Linked DNA regions of Mus musculus: all the other regions are linked to region 1. The links are chromatin contacts, called in public HiChIP or PLAC-seq and capture Hi-C maps. All regions are on one chromosome and are shown on one strand. Each heading gives the region's core, a stretch centred on a gene start, on an enhancer-like site or on the middle of the called end of the contact. The rest is flanking DNA. Distances are from core to core; before and after follow the strand shown.

Region 1 (4,019 bases), core at 632-3,131:
TCTATTAGGCACTTTGCTAAAGTACTTAATCCCCCTCCCTACTCCAATGTGCTCAGCAGTGACTGTCTGTGGGTAACTGCCTCTAAGGTAGGGCCTTGGGGCATATAAAGAACAGCTCTGCCTTCCTTCTCAACTCCGCCTCCAGCGTGTTGTATTTATCTTCACCTTTTAGCGTTCGGCTGGCCTTTTAAAAAGTTGTAAAACAGGATTTTCTCTCTCCTTATTTTAAAGCCGTGTTCATTCTGATTTAATGTGCGTGGGTATTTTGCTGCCTATATGTCTGTGCACCAAATGTGTGCAGTGCCCAGAAGGGCCAGAAGAGGGCATCAGATTCCCCACTGGAACTGGAGTTCGGATCATTGCTAGCCACGAGTGCTAGGAATTGAATTTGGGTCTTCTGGGAGTGCTCTTAATGAACGAGCCATCTCTCTAGCCCCCAGGACTTTCTCTTTAGTGCTGGAGGAATCTTGCTACAAGGTTCTTCCTCACTTGGTCCAGACACAGGAGTCACCATCTGCCCTTGTAAAGGGACTCAGTGACTGTCCTATTTGTAAAGAGTGTTCTCAACTTGTTACAGATCATTCACTGTGCCATTTGTCTCAGAAAACACTGACATACCGACATACTGACATTCTCATCTCTCAAGTGGTGCCTGGGAAACAGATGGCTGCCCTTCCATGCCTTGACCAGTATCCCACCTACCAGTGGGGGTTAAATGCCAGTGAGCCCATCCTAAGCCAGAAATGCATTTACTGTACCCAGTTGTTGAACACCATGACTTATGATACTGTCAAGCGTTGGTTGTTATCTTCCGAAGCATGGAGCTGATCAGAGCCATGGCTTCCTGCTTCTGCCTAGTGTCAGGATCGAGCACCGTGCTGCATATTTTGTTATTTTGGGAAAGAACCCAAATCTAAAATCTCAAATATAGTTTCTGTTGAGTATGGACCATTTTGGCATCGTCCATCCTGATGTCCAGAAATCTGAGGGTGACTGTTGTAAGTTGAACACTCTGTGACTCACTCAGTGCTGGGCGGGTGTGGTCTTAGCCATCAGCAAATCTTTGTTGTGGGGTTCAGCAAATCTCTGTTGTGGGGTTCAGGGAGTAAAGCCCCAACCTCCAGGCTTTGCTGAATTTTAGAGCAGATGGGAAGACCAGCCACCCTCAAACAAGCTGGCATTTGTAGTGTCCATATGAAGCGATCATTGGGACAGGAAGCAGGAGGTGGAAATTCATATACTAACTCAACATTGAATGCGTGGTCAAATACACAGTGCCAGGCCATCGAACAGCAGTTCCCCGGTTTGAAAAAAAAAATGAGCGTTATAATATGTTTGTGTTATTCCAGGCATACTTGTGGTGGCCTTCATCAGCTTGGCCGTCTCTATGAATTAAACATGAAGGCTTCATAAAGGCAGGCATCGATCATGCTGTGTGGATAAACAAGAGACCTCTAAAATCAAGCAGGCTTGGTGTAAAACCCCAACTCTACCACTTAAGACTTATGTGAACCATGGAGCTTACTTAGTGTGCCTGCAGCTTAGCCACGCTCAAGACCTTGTGGATTCAAAAACCACCCACCGGATAAGTGGATAAACAAAGTTATCCTTTTGTTTACCCTTAAGCGGCTCTCAAGTACCCCGATGGTTTATTATTTGACCACTAGAGGTCAGGCTAACCCCAAGGTTCAACTCACGATAATCTGGTCTCTTGTTTCTGGTATGTTTTCCAAAGGAGCCAAGCAAAGATCTCTTCACAAACCCACTCAGGATGTCATACCCACTTCCCCAGAACACTTTTGCCCCCCTTCAGACTTTACCCCTTGACTAGGAAGATGGGGATCTGCCCGAGGGTGAACACACTGAATGATTTCATTGGAAATCAGCATAACCCAGTGTCACCCCGGTTCCTTCCCCTTTCTGCAGAAGCGGAACCAAGGACAGCTTCTGAGTATAGCTGTGTTTTGGGAACTATTATAAGACTTTCACCCATATTAACTTGAAATCTCTGTGGGGTAGTTGTTCTTCGTTTAATTTTGCAGAGGAAAAGCCAATGTAGGGACACAGTACCGATAGTCTATCAGATTCTACCTGCGATTAGCCTGGGACTGAGTTCTCGCGAGAGCTAGCTGCTGAGATACACACTTAGGATCTGGGAGATGCCAAATAAAGGCTCCCAGTCCTGCCTAGGACCTGAGATTTTTGGTCTTTAGGATGAATTTCCTCCCCCCTTTTTGGGATCTGCTATGATCCTCAGGCTGACCTAGACCATGGTCTCTTCCAGTTCCAGTGCTGGACTTATAAGTGTGAGTCATCATGTCTAACTTGGGGTGACTCTTTGGGGTTTTTTGGGCCAATGGGAGCATGCTGTCCCTCACTGCATTGCCTGTGGCTCTTGGAGGGAGGGGGTCAGACAGACCAAACTCAAATCTCCATGTTGTTGTTTGCACAGTTTTGTGGCCCAACACATACACACTTTACTCAGTCTCAGTTTCTTCCTTTTGAAAATCTAGAAACTTCCTCTTAGTCTACTCTATAACATCTATGGCTTCTGGAGTATTCTTGCTTGGTTTCTACTCTGTTTCTACTGCTAGACAGTTCTGGATTACAGTGGGTACATAAGAACTATCTCCGGGGCCTGACATTCTGTAGTGAGTGTCCTTCAAAGTGTAAGAGTCCCTCTCTCTATATTCCCATGGAAAATGAGTCTGGAAAATGCCCGAGTCAAGGTACTTTATAAGAAATGGAGGTTTGATTAGCTTATGGTTCTGGGGCCAGGGGAGTCTAAGAGTGGGCTGCTAACGTCAGCTGAGGGTCTTGTGGTCACAACATGCAGAAGCATCACACAGTGAGACAGAGTCCAAGTTTCCCCTTCTTATAAAGCTACCGGTGCCACCCTGGGGTCCCATCCTCAGGACCTTACCTAACAGTAGTCACTTCTCCAAGGCCCATTAATATATGACTTTGGGGATTAAGTTTTCTTTTCTTTCTCTCTTTCTTTCTCTCTCTCTCTCTCTCTCTCTCTCTCTCTCTTTCTTTCTTTCTTTCTTTCTTTCTTTCTTTCTCTCTTTCTCTCTCTCTTTCTCTCTCTCTCTCTCCCTCCCTCCCTCCCTCCCTCCCTTCCTTCCTTCCTTCCTTCCTTCCTTCCTTTCCCCCCTCTCTCTTTCTTTTTTATTAGATATTTTTTATATACATTTCAAATGCTATACTGAAAGTTCCCTATACCCTCCCTCTGCCCTGCTCCCCTACCCACCCACTCCCGCTTCTTGGCCCTGGCATTCCCCTGTACTGGGGCATATAAAGTTTGCAATACCAAGGGACCTCTCTTCCCAGTGATGGCTGACTAGGCCATCTTCTGCTACATATGCAGCTAGACATATGAGTTCTAGGGGTACTTGTTAGTTTCTATTGTTGTTCCACCTATAGGGTCGCAGGCCTCTTCAGCTCCTTGGGTGCTTTCTCTAGCTTCTCCATTGGGGGCCCTGTGTTCCATCTTATAGATGACTGTGAGCATCCACTTCTGTATTTGCCAGGCACTGTCTCGTATGAGGCTATGCCAGTGCCTGGGATTAAGTTTTCAACACAAGAACTTTTGGGGAACACATCCCCCTAACCATCCCCCCTTTCCTTCTTGCTCTGGGGACAATCAGGAGGTGCATGGGGTCATGGTTCACAGCTTCAAGTTCTGGATGACATAAACTGGTAGACACAGAGTTGAAACCTGGCAGTTGTGTTCCGTTTGGCTGTAACACCCCACAGTTGTTGGTCATTTCCTGTGCATTTTATCCTTGTCTATATGGAAAAGAGGCTTGGTGTGGTCAGCCATATTCTCTCTGATTCTGCAGACAGAAGGCTATGTCCATCCACCGAAACTCCAGCTTGCATGCTGTATGTGCACGTAGGCTGTGTTCTTAGTTAATTAATTGTGTGTGTGTCTGTGCACAACTGGAGTTGAGGGGACATCTTGCAGGAGTCAGTTATTTTCTTCTACCAGTGTTCCAGGAATTGTCCTTGGCAAC
Region 2 (4,019 bases), core at 456-2,955, 610 kb after region 1:
ATATGTGTGAGACATATGTGTAATTCTAGAACGGACCATAAATGTGCCTGCACCAAGTGGGGCCCTATGCTGGAGAGAGCCACTCTGAAGAACGCAACAGAGACAGTTTACCCACACGTGGCTTCTGGCAGTAGAGAGGGCATCAGAAGAGCCAGTAAAAGGGTCTTTCTTCTTAGCCATGGTGTGTAATTTATTTTAATTAGCTGATACTTTTGCATCTTTCACAAACTTTTTTTTTTAACTACAGCAAGACAACTCACCCATGGTTGGTCACAAAGTCCAGTTAACTCTAGTATCATGAATGAACGTGGCCATGATTACAGACCTGAGGCAGGTCCCACTCCCCCACTGACCCCATGAACCCCTAGGTGATTTCTCTCTCCTCCAAGAAAACTGTGTGCCACATTTGGCTTGAGGCTGTTCTAATGGCCTGGAGAGGTTAAGCCCTTTCCTGGTGGTGATAATTAACATTTTTAATGTAGGTGATTTACAGCCACTGACGTTAACTACGCTCTTACCCAGTTTCAGTAGGGGGTGAACAGAGGCAAAGGCCTTAGGGGTGGAGGAAGAGGGAGCTCCAGGCTCCAACATAAACCAGGGAACCAGGACTGAGGTTCTCAACTCAGAAAGAAAGGGGGAAGCGACGAAATATGATACAATGTTTAAAACATATGCCAGCATGACTAGACGGTTTCTTCTTTACTGGAAGCATAAACCACCCTTCCAGAACCTTTACTCGGCTCCTTCTAATCTCAAGGGCAGAATCCATATCCACATGTATAGAATCAGACCTACCTATGTCCACAGAGGGAGCAACTGACCACCGACGGCCACCAGATGAAGAAATACCCATGCCACCAAGAGCCCATTACTGAGCTGGGCTGGGTGTGGTGGAGCACACCTCCAGGAGGTGGAAGAGAAGGATGGGAGAATGGGAGGAGGTTCAAATCTAGCCTGAGCTATATAGCAAAACTACACACACACACACACACTCCAAAGGCTATTCTAAGCCATATGCTGTTTCTTACACTAAGAAATCTCAGAGACACAAGTCATAAGACATGCCCCATCCCCCTCCACTAGAGATGGAGGACTAGAGAGGACTCTGCCCTAATGTTTTCTATTCGCTCATTGTCACCAGAAATACAGGGTCTGCTCGTAGAGCCTTTTCTTCCCCCCCCCCCCAGCCCCCCTGAACTTCTCACGATCTACAGCGATGGCTTTGTGAGTTACCTTGGTGATTGCTTGTTCGTTTACTGTCTAGTCTCACCTGGAACGGAAGTTACGTAAGAGACCTGGACTTTACCTCACTTGCTCACTGAAGTGGCTCCAGGATCTGGCACACAGTAGGTGCTTTCCTAATGAGGCTCCATGAATATTTTATAACCTGGAAAATGAGAAGACCTCCCGAAATAGCACCAGAAACCTGACAGAGTGCCCGGCAGGAGGTGCAGCTTACTGACAGAGATGGCAGATGAGGAGAGGGGATGAGAAATGTCCACTCCTGCTCCCAGTGAGCAGACAAGCTTAAGATTTGACCAGGATTCTTTGCTGTGACTTTGTGGGCTCCTCGCAAGTTACAATTCCCATGCCTGTGGTCCTTCAGTGAGAAAGGACATTTTTACCCCATACTTGACCTTAGCTGTGACAATACTCTCTATTAGTAACTGGCTGATACAGAAATAAGTCCTGTAACTTCCTCTTTTATTTTAAAAAAGGTGGGGGTGGGAACTGAACTCTGAACTTCCTCCTGCTAACCACAGCTTACTACTGCCTTTTACTTTGGTGAAAACGCTGTCAGATAAATAATAACCAGTCTGGTTATTATTGGTCTAATTGGTGCTGACAGCAGGTCTCTGTGCACAATTTCTTTCTGGAATATTGCTCACTGCGAGCAACCTTTATTCAGTAAAGGAACCCGACCAGCAGTTCTCACTGGAAAGAAGTCCACCGTGAAGCCACCCACCTGGGCCGTGGGCTGCTACCATTCACGGAGGGGGCACTTCCCAAATGAGACTGAGCCCAATCGACCTTCAACTCTCAAGTGTGTGTCTGCTGTCAGAGACCCTGAGCAGAGGCCCCATTTACCAGCTTCGTGGCGTGGGGAACGACTTAACCACCTGGGTGTCAATTTCCCCAAGAAAGAGCTTGTTTCTTGTACGGTCAAGCAAGATTCAGCCAGATCCAGTCTCTCTGTGGAGAGCAAACATAAACTGTGGGCATTTTTTTTTAAGTCAAAGCAAATGAAAGCAGATTCTGATGGGCACATAGCAACTTGAAAGGAGGGAGTGACAGTTTTACAGTTTTTGCCCTTAAAACAGACTGCGTCGGCAGTTAAAGCTCCAAATTTAAAAGATAAAAATGAAACAACAACAACAAAAAAATCTAGGCAGAGGAGACGGCTCACTCAGTAAAGTGTGTAGCACCCAGGCTTGAGGACGGAGCTTGATCTCCACACTCACGTAAAAGCCAGGCTTGCGGGTGCGCAGCCCTGAGGAGGCAGGTCCTGGGCTCACTGGCCAGCCAACTTAGGCTACATGGAAAGGTCCAAGCCAGTGAGAGACTCTGTCTCTAAAAACAAAGTAGACATCACCTGAGAAATGAAACCTGACGTTATCCTCTGGCATCCACACACACACACACACACACACATTACATAATACACATACGTGAATGCACACACGCACCACACAAACACACATTTTTTTTTTTTAAGTTCTGGAGTGCATATCAAAAAGACAGATTCCAGGTCACCAAGAGCTGCTAGATAGTTACTAGGGAGCTAGTAGATAATTAATAGATAACTAAGAGATAGGTAATAATTACTTCAAAAGTACCACCAAAAGAAGAGCATTACAATTACAGTCTGTGTGCAATCCTGTCCAAGACTCTAATGAACTCAGGAACTGGGTGTGCATTAGGCAGCCTTGAAGAAGACAAGGATAAAACTCAGAACAGAGCTGGCATCTGAGCCGATGTTCACAGACGACAAACTAGCCAAGCCAATGACCTGATTTATTTAAAAACAACAAAATCCATAGTTCCCACAACATAATATTCACAATGTCCAGTGTACAGTCTTAAATTACTTGATGTATGAAAAACATCTAAGGAGGGATAACTCAACTCCAAGGGACAGTTAATCAAGCGAGACATGCGGAGAGGAAAAACCACTCCTATTATATTGTGGCAGCCATCCGAAATTTCAGGAGAGGTATTGCATTCAGCTGCAAGTGACAGAAATGACTTATCTTGAAATGACTCAAGCAGTAAGAAAGTTAATTGTCTAACAAACAAAATTTGAGAGTTTTTCTCCACCTTTTCCCACTTCTGCTCAGCAAGGCAACCCTGTCCCTCTGACAACAGACACTTGTCACAGCTCTATGCATAACGGAGGTACCACAAGTTCTTACAACAAATCCTTGACCCCACGTTCCCCTCTCCTTTGCACATCATTCTCTAACAATATGGTTCTTGTGTGTGTGTGTGTGTGTGTGTGTGTGTGTGTGTGTGTGTGTGTGTGTGTAGTAGTAGTAGTAGTAGGTAGGTGGTAGGTATGAGCTTTTGAAGGTCCAAGAAAGGAGACACCAGTGAGGAAGAAAAAATTTGGGAAGATCCTGAATCTCTGATGAGCCGTCCCTGACTACCTCCACTCTGAAAGGAACGACTTACCTCCTAATGCTTGTCAAAGTGTTCATTATTAACAGACAAAGAATCCTTAAATAAATGGAAAGTGCTTAAAGTATGGATGGATGGATGGATGGATGAATGGATGGATGGATGGATGTATTTATATGAGTGCTATATTTGCATGCATGCCAGCATGACAGAAGAGGGCGTCAGATCCCACCATAAATGGTTACAAACCATCATGTAGTTGCTGGGAATTGAACTCGAGACCTTTGGAACAGCAGTCAGTACTCTTAACTGCTGAGCCATCTCTCCAGCCCCATAAGTAAATTTAAAAAAAAAAAACACTAGAATTGGAGAACTAGTAACATTTTATATAAATAGAACAC
Region 3 (4,019 bases), core at 549-3,048, 520 kb after region 1:
TCTGCTATCTGCCTCACACTGTTCTATGTTCTTTGCCTAGACAACTCATTTTAATCCTCACAGCCTTAGTTGGTAAGAATGAGAAGATGAGCATGAGAAATAAACTAACGTGACAGTAAGTGGTAGGGTTGAAATCCAAGCTATCTGGTTCCAGAATCCCTTGCACGCTCCATGCAGGGAGTACTGGCCCCAAGCCTCCCACTGCAGGGGAAGGAGGGGACAGGCTGCTGGTGCTCTAACTGCGGGGGCTGGGGGCGAGGGCAGGGGGATAGGTACAGAGGCTTCTCTCTGGTCCTGTTCTGACTAGGAATGGTCTGAGACCCCACACTGAGACGGCATTAATTGAGCAACTACTGAACCTTCCAAGCTTGCCCACATGTGCGCATTATCCATCTGGTTGGTCATGTTTTAGAACGGTCAGCTGTGTCACTCTCCCCTTTAAAGGTCAGGAGACTAAAGGTCAAATGCTGTTAGCGCCTCATGTTTTCTTCCATTCACTACCTGACTGTTGTAATCAAAACTCCAGGAAGTTGGCCTCCTCAACAGTGCTGCTTCCTGCCTTTCAGGTTCTCATTTGTTCTTAAACCAGTGGGTGCCACCAACAGCTGAGGAGCAGAAAGCCAGACACACATTATTATTATTATTATTATTATTATTATTATTATTTCTTCTTTTCTCCTCCTCCTCCTCCTTCTTTTCCTTTTTCCTCTTCCTCTTCCTCCTCCTCCTCTTCTTTTCCTTCTCCTCCTCTTTCTCTTTCTCTTTCTCCTCCTCCTCCTCCTCCTCCTCCTCCTCCTCCTCTTCCTCCTCCTCCTCCTCTTCTTCTTCTTCTTCTTCTTCCCCCTGAAGCTGCCAAGAGGAAGCTGTGGAGCGCTCAAGACCACAGTCCTGCTGGCTGTACCCTCTTCCTCAGTTTTGGCTACATGGGCACCTGTTTCTTCCTCCACAGAGGTGGGCCTGAAAATTCCCAGAAGCTGCAATATTAACTTGCAATCCAAAGCTTGCACAAGCCTTTGTCATCCTTAAACTTTCTTCCTTGCAGCCTCACAAAAGGGTTTTGTTTCCTATAGGATCACAACAGTCATGGTCGCCAGAGCAGGAAGTCCTGTCCACTGTCACAAACAGGTGGGTGAGACACTACAACCCAGAGTCCTCTAGGCAGGACAAAGGTCTTAAGCAGAAATGAGCCCTGAGAGTGGAGAGCTGGGAGTCAGGGTGATCCAGAGAACACGTGCCTCAGGTCAGCGTGTTCCAAAGCAAGCATCCTGTAAACTGTAGCTGAACCCAAAGCTCTGCTCACCCCTCACTTCCCAAAACCCAAAGCATGCAGTTAAAAAGCATTCCCGTTTAGCATCCTAAACTCCATTTCTCACATCACGTTTTTTCCCACACAGGCTTTTAAACTGCTCCCCACCTCGGTAAGAGTCGAGCAAAGGATAATTAATTCGCCAACTTCAAAGGCCGCTTCCCCTTCCCCACTTGGCCACCACTAACCCTAAGGCCCCCTCCCCCTTCCCCCTGTCTGTGCGGAAGCTACTCCTCTTCTCTCTAAATCTGCCTTCTGGGGGCCGGGAACCCAGCCAAGGCTGCCACGGAAGAAAGGAAGGACGAGAGGGAATGTTCGAATTCAAACACCCGTTAGTCCTGGCAGCGCAGCAGCATCTGCTCTGTGGGCAGAAAAAGCCACAAGAAGCTCCAAGCGGGAGTGGGAGGAGGCTCTCTCCACACCAATGACCTTGAAGCAGACCGCCTGCCCTTGCTGGCAGGGCAGCCAGCCCTCCTCCCAGAGCCGAGCTGAGCCGTTGGGGGGGAGGCCTTACAGCAGGGGCTGCCAATTGGATCTTGGGCTCAGCTCACGCTGGGCTTTAAAACAACACAAAAGCCTTGCCAGCTTAAGGTGGGAGTCTGTAGTTTGTAAAAACCCAGGTTTCTGGCTTCCTTTAAAAGAACGAGAAGTTTTGTCAACAAGGGCCCCCATATTCTCACCTGGTAACAGCAGTTAGAGCTGAGACTATCAAGAAGTGAGGCCTAGAGGGCAGGAAATGTTCGCCTTCTTCACTCCTGCCTTTCCATCTGCAGAACAGCACTCAGTAGGTTCTCAGTGAATGAATGTGTGATGAATGAATACATGAACAAATGAGTGTACCCTCCCCAGCAGTGTCTCCCGAGGTCCATCTACTCAGTTCCTTGCCAGGTTCTCTCGGATGTTTGGGTTTGAACCACCCCTTTCCCCCAACTTGACAGTGAGAGATTTAAAGGCAGGCAAGACAAGACCCCATTTCTCAGAAGCAGAGAGATCTTAGATTAGAATAACATTGTAATGATAATATAATAATAATCATGGAGCAGGTGGTAGGTGTGATATTGCTCTAAGAATCTTCTGTATATTGACACCTTTAATCCTCATCATGTCTGTGTGATAAGTTCTATATGACATTTATTACACAGAAGAGGAAAAGTAGGCACGGGGAAAGGGTGTGTCTATGATTGTGTCTTGCTATGATAGCAAGAGGTAGGTTCATACCCAGGCAGTCAAGGCCCATAGCCATGATAAATAAAAGTGGTAGAGAAGGGAAGAGCAAAGCCCCGAAGGCTCTTCCAATCAAGGGCTCAGAACCTGGAAGAAACTGAGTCTGGGATCAGAGATGGAATACCATGTTCACTGTTTTTCAAAAGAACTGAGGTCAGCCTCTAGGTTAATAGATTGATGGCTGAAGACACCTGGTAGCCCTTGTCATCTTGTATAACAAATGGATTGTTAGATAGTCCCCACCCACTCAAACCTCAGGCTGTAGTTTAGGGGGGGTGGAGACAGAGGGCAAAGAGGAGAGGGAGAGAGAGCTCAGGCTTGGCTGACCTACTTGGACCCAAATCACTCTAGCAGAGACAGTGTTACCACAGCTAAAGCTTCTTGCCCAAGAGCAAAGCAGCAGAGAAACAAAGCCTGCGGAGGGTAGGAGGAAACACAAGTGCCACGGAGAGAACAGAGACATGAGTGCCACGGAGGGAAGGGAGACATGGGCGCCATGCCCATATCCACCAGGCAAGTGACAGAGTGGAAGGCTTTGGAAAAACACAGGTGATAAAGTTGTCATCCAAGCTCAGGCACCTCCAAAGAAAGTTACATTGACATATGAAGAAGGACTCTCTGTCTGCAAGGTCCCCCAGCTCCAAGAGAGCCTGTCTGACAGTACAGAGCATCTTGGTTATCTGAGCTCACCAACCCCAGATTTTCCCAAGAGCCACTGATGGTTAGGATGCTGCCCTAGTCTCTGAGAGAAACTGACCAAATTCCTTAAATGTTTAGTGTAGTGGTTCTCAACCCTCCTAATGCTATTTTAAACAGTTCCTGTTGTAGTGGCCCCTAACCATAAAATCATTGTTGTTACTTCATAAATGTAATTTTGCTGTTGTTATGACTCATAATATAAACATCTGATATGCAGAATATCTGATATGGGACCCCAAAGGGGCCTTGGCACACAGGTTGAGAACCACTGCCTTATACAAACGCCATTTCTGACTCCTAGCTGTAGACACACCTAGGTAGAACACCCTTGTTTTAGTATTCTGTGTTTCCCTATGAGTGCCTGCGGATGATGAGAGTGTGTACTGAACTCTAGGAAAAGGCAAGAGGATTTCTGATACGCCAACATTTAAAACAATAAACATTAAAGGAACTGATGTGTTTAACCTGAAAATGTTACACTACTGAAATATTACAGAGCAACCCCTGACAGTGCTTTTTTTTTTTTTTTTTTAAATCTCTGGCTGTGTGCTCCTATACTCCTAGCACTTGGGAGGCAGAAGCAGAGCAGAAGGATCAGAAGTTCAAGGTCATTTTCAGCTATATAATGAGTTCAAGGTCAGCCTTGGGTACAAGAAGCACTGTCTCAAAAACAAACAAACAAAAAATGTATACATACATTTCATATATATGTGTGTGTTTATATGTCAGTTAATTTTTAAAAAAGAAATCAAATCTTTACCCTTGTCCACAAAGCTAGTCATTTGCTCAC

Evidence for each region. HiChIP or PLAC-seq counts read pairs in DNA pulled down with a chosen protein or histone mark. Capture Hi-C pulls out chosen DNA fragments and counts their contacts.
Region 2: a contact with region 1 is called in an H3K27ac HiChIP or PLAC-seq map of acute myeloid leukemia, with 6 times the contacts expected there. The contact joins two enhancer-like sites. A contact is called at or near these places in 1 of 15 datasets of contacts at CTCF or cohesin (large pre-B cells) and 3 of 115 datasets of contacts at active chromatin or transcription factors (acute myeloid leukemia, bone marrow-derived macrophages and embryonic stem cells).
Region 3: a contact with region 1 is called in a capture Hi-C map of embryonic stem cells, with 3 times the contacts expected there. The contact joins two enhancer-like sites. A contact is called at or near these places in 2 of 484 Hi-C or Micro-C datasets (both in CD4 T cells), 5 of 115 datasets of contacts at active chromatin or transcription factors (CD8 T cells, embryonic basal ganglia, embryonic stem cells and 2 more) and 1 of 9 other capture datasets (embryonic stem cells).

Annotation. Positions count from the first base shown.
Region 1 is chr7:122,918,028-122,922,046 of GRCm38.p6, reverse strand. No RefSeq gene overlaps it. Among named protein-coding and RNA genes, the nearest start is that of Gm39082, 4.5 kb to the left of the region's middle. Within about 2 kb of position 1,881, at least 83 of the 459 cell types and tissues checked have an H3K27ac peak or open chromatin away from gene starts, as enhancers often do. A contact at or near this core is called in CD8 T cells, acute myeloid leukemia and bone marrow-derived macrophages, where this site is marked.
Region 2 is chr7:122,308,092-122,312,110 of GRCm38.p6, reverse strand. All of the region lies in intron 2 of Prkcb (protein kinase C, beta), which reads right to left. Among named protein-coding and RNA genes, the nearest start is that of Gm51497, 14 kb to the right of the region's middle. Within about 2 kb of position 1,705, at least 82 of the 459 cell types and tissues checked have an H3K27ac peak or open chromatin away from gene starts, as enhancers often do. A contact at or near this core is called in acute myeloid leukemia and bone marrow-derived macrophages, where this site is marked.
Region 3 is chr7:122,402,425-122,406,443 of GRCm38.p6, reverse strand. The region is part of intron 2 of Prkcb (protein kinase C, beta); the gene reads right to left. Among named protein-coding and RNA genes, the nearest start is that of Gm51497, 110 kb to the right of the region's middle. Within about 2 kb of position 1,798, at least 191 of the 459 cell types and tissues checked have an H3K27ac peak or open chromatin away from gene starts, as enhancers often do. A contact at or near this core is called in CD8 T cells, where this site is marked.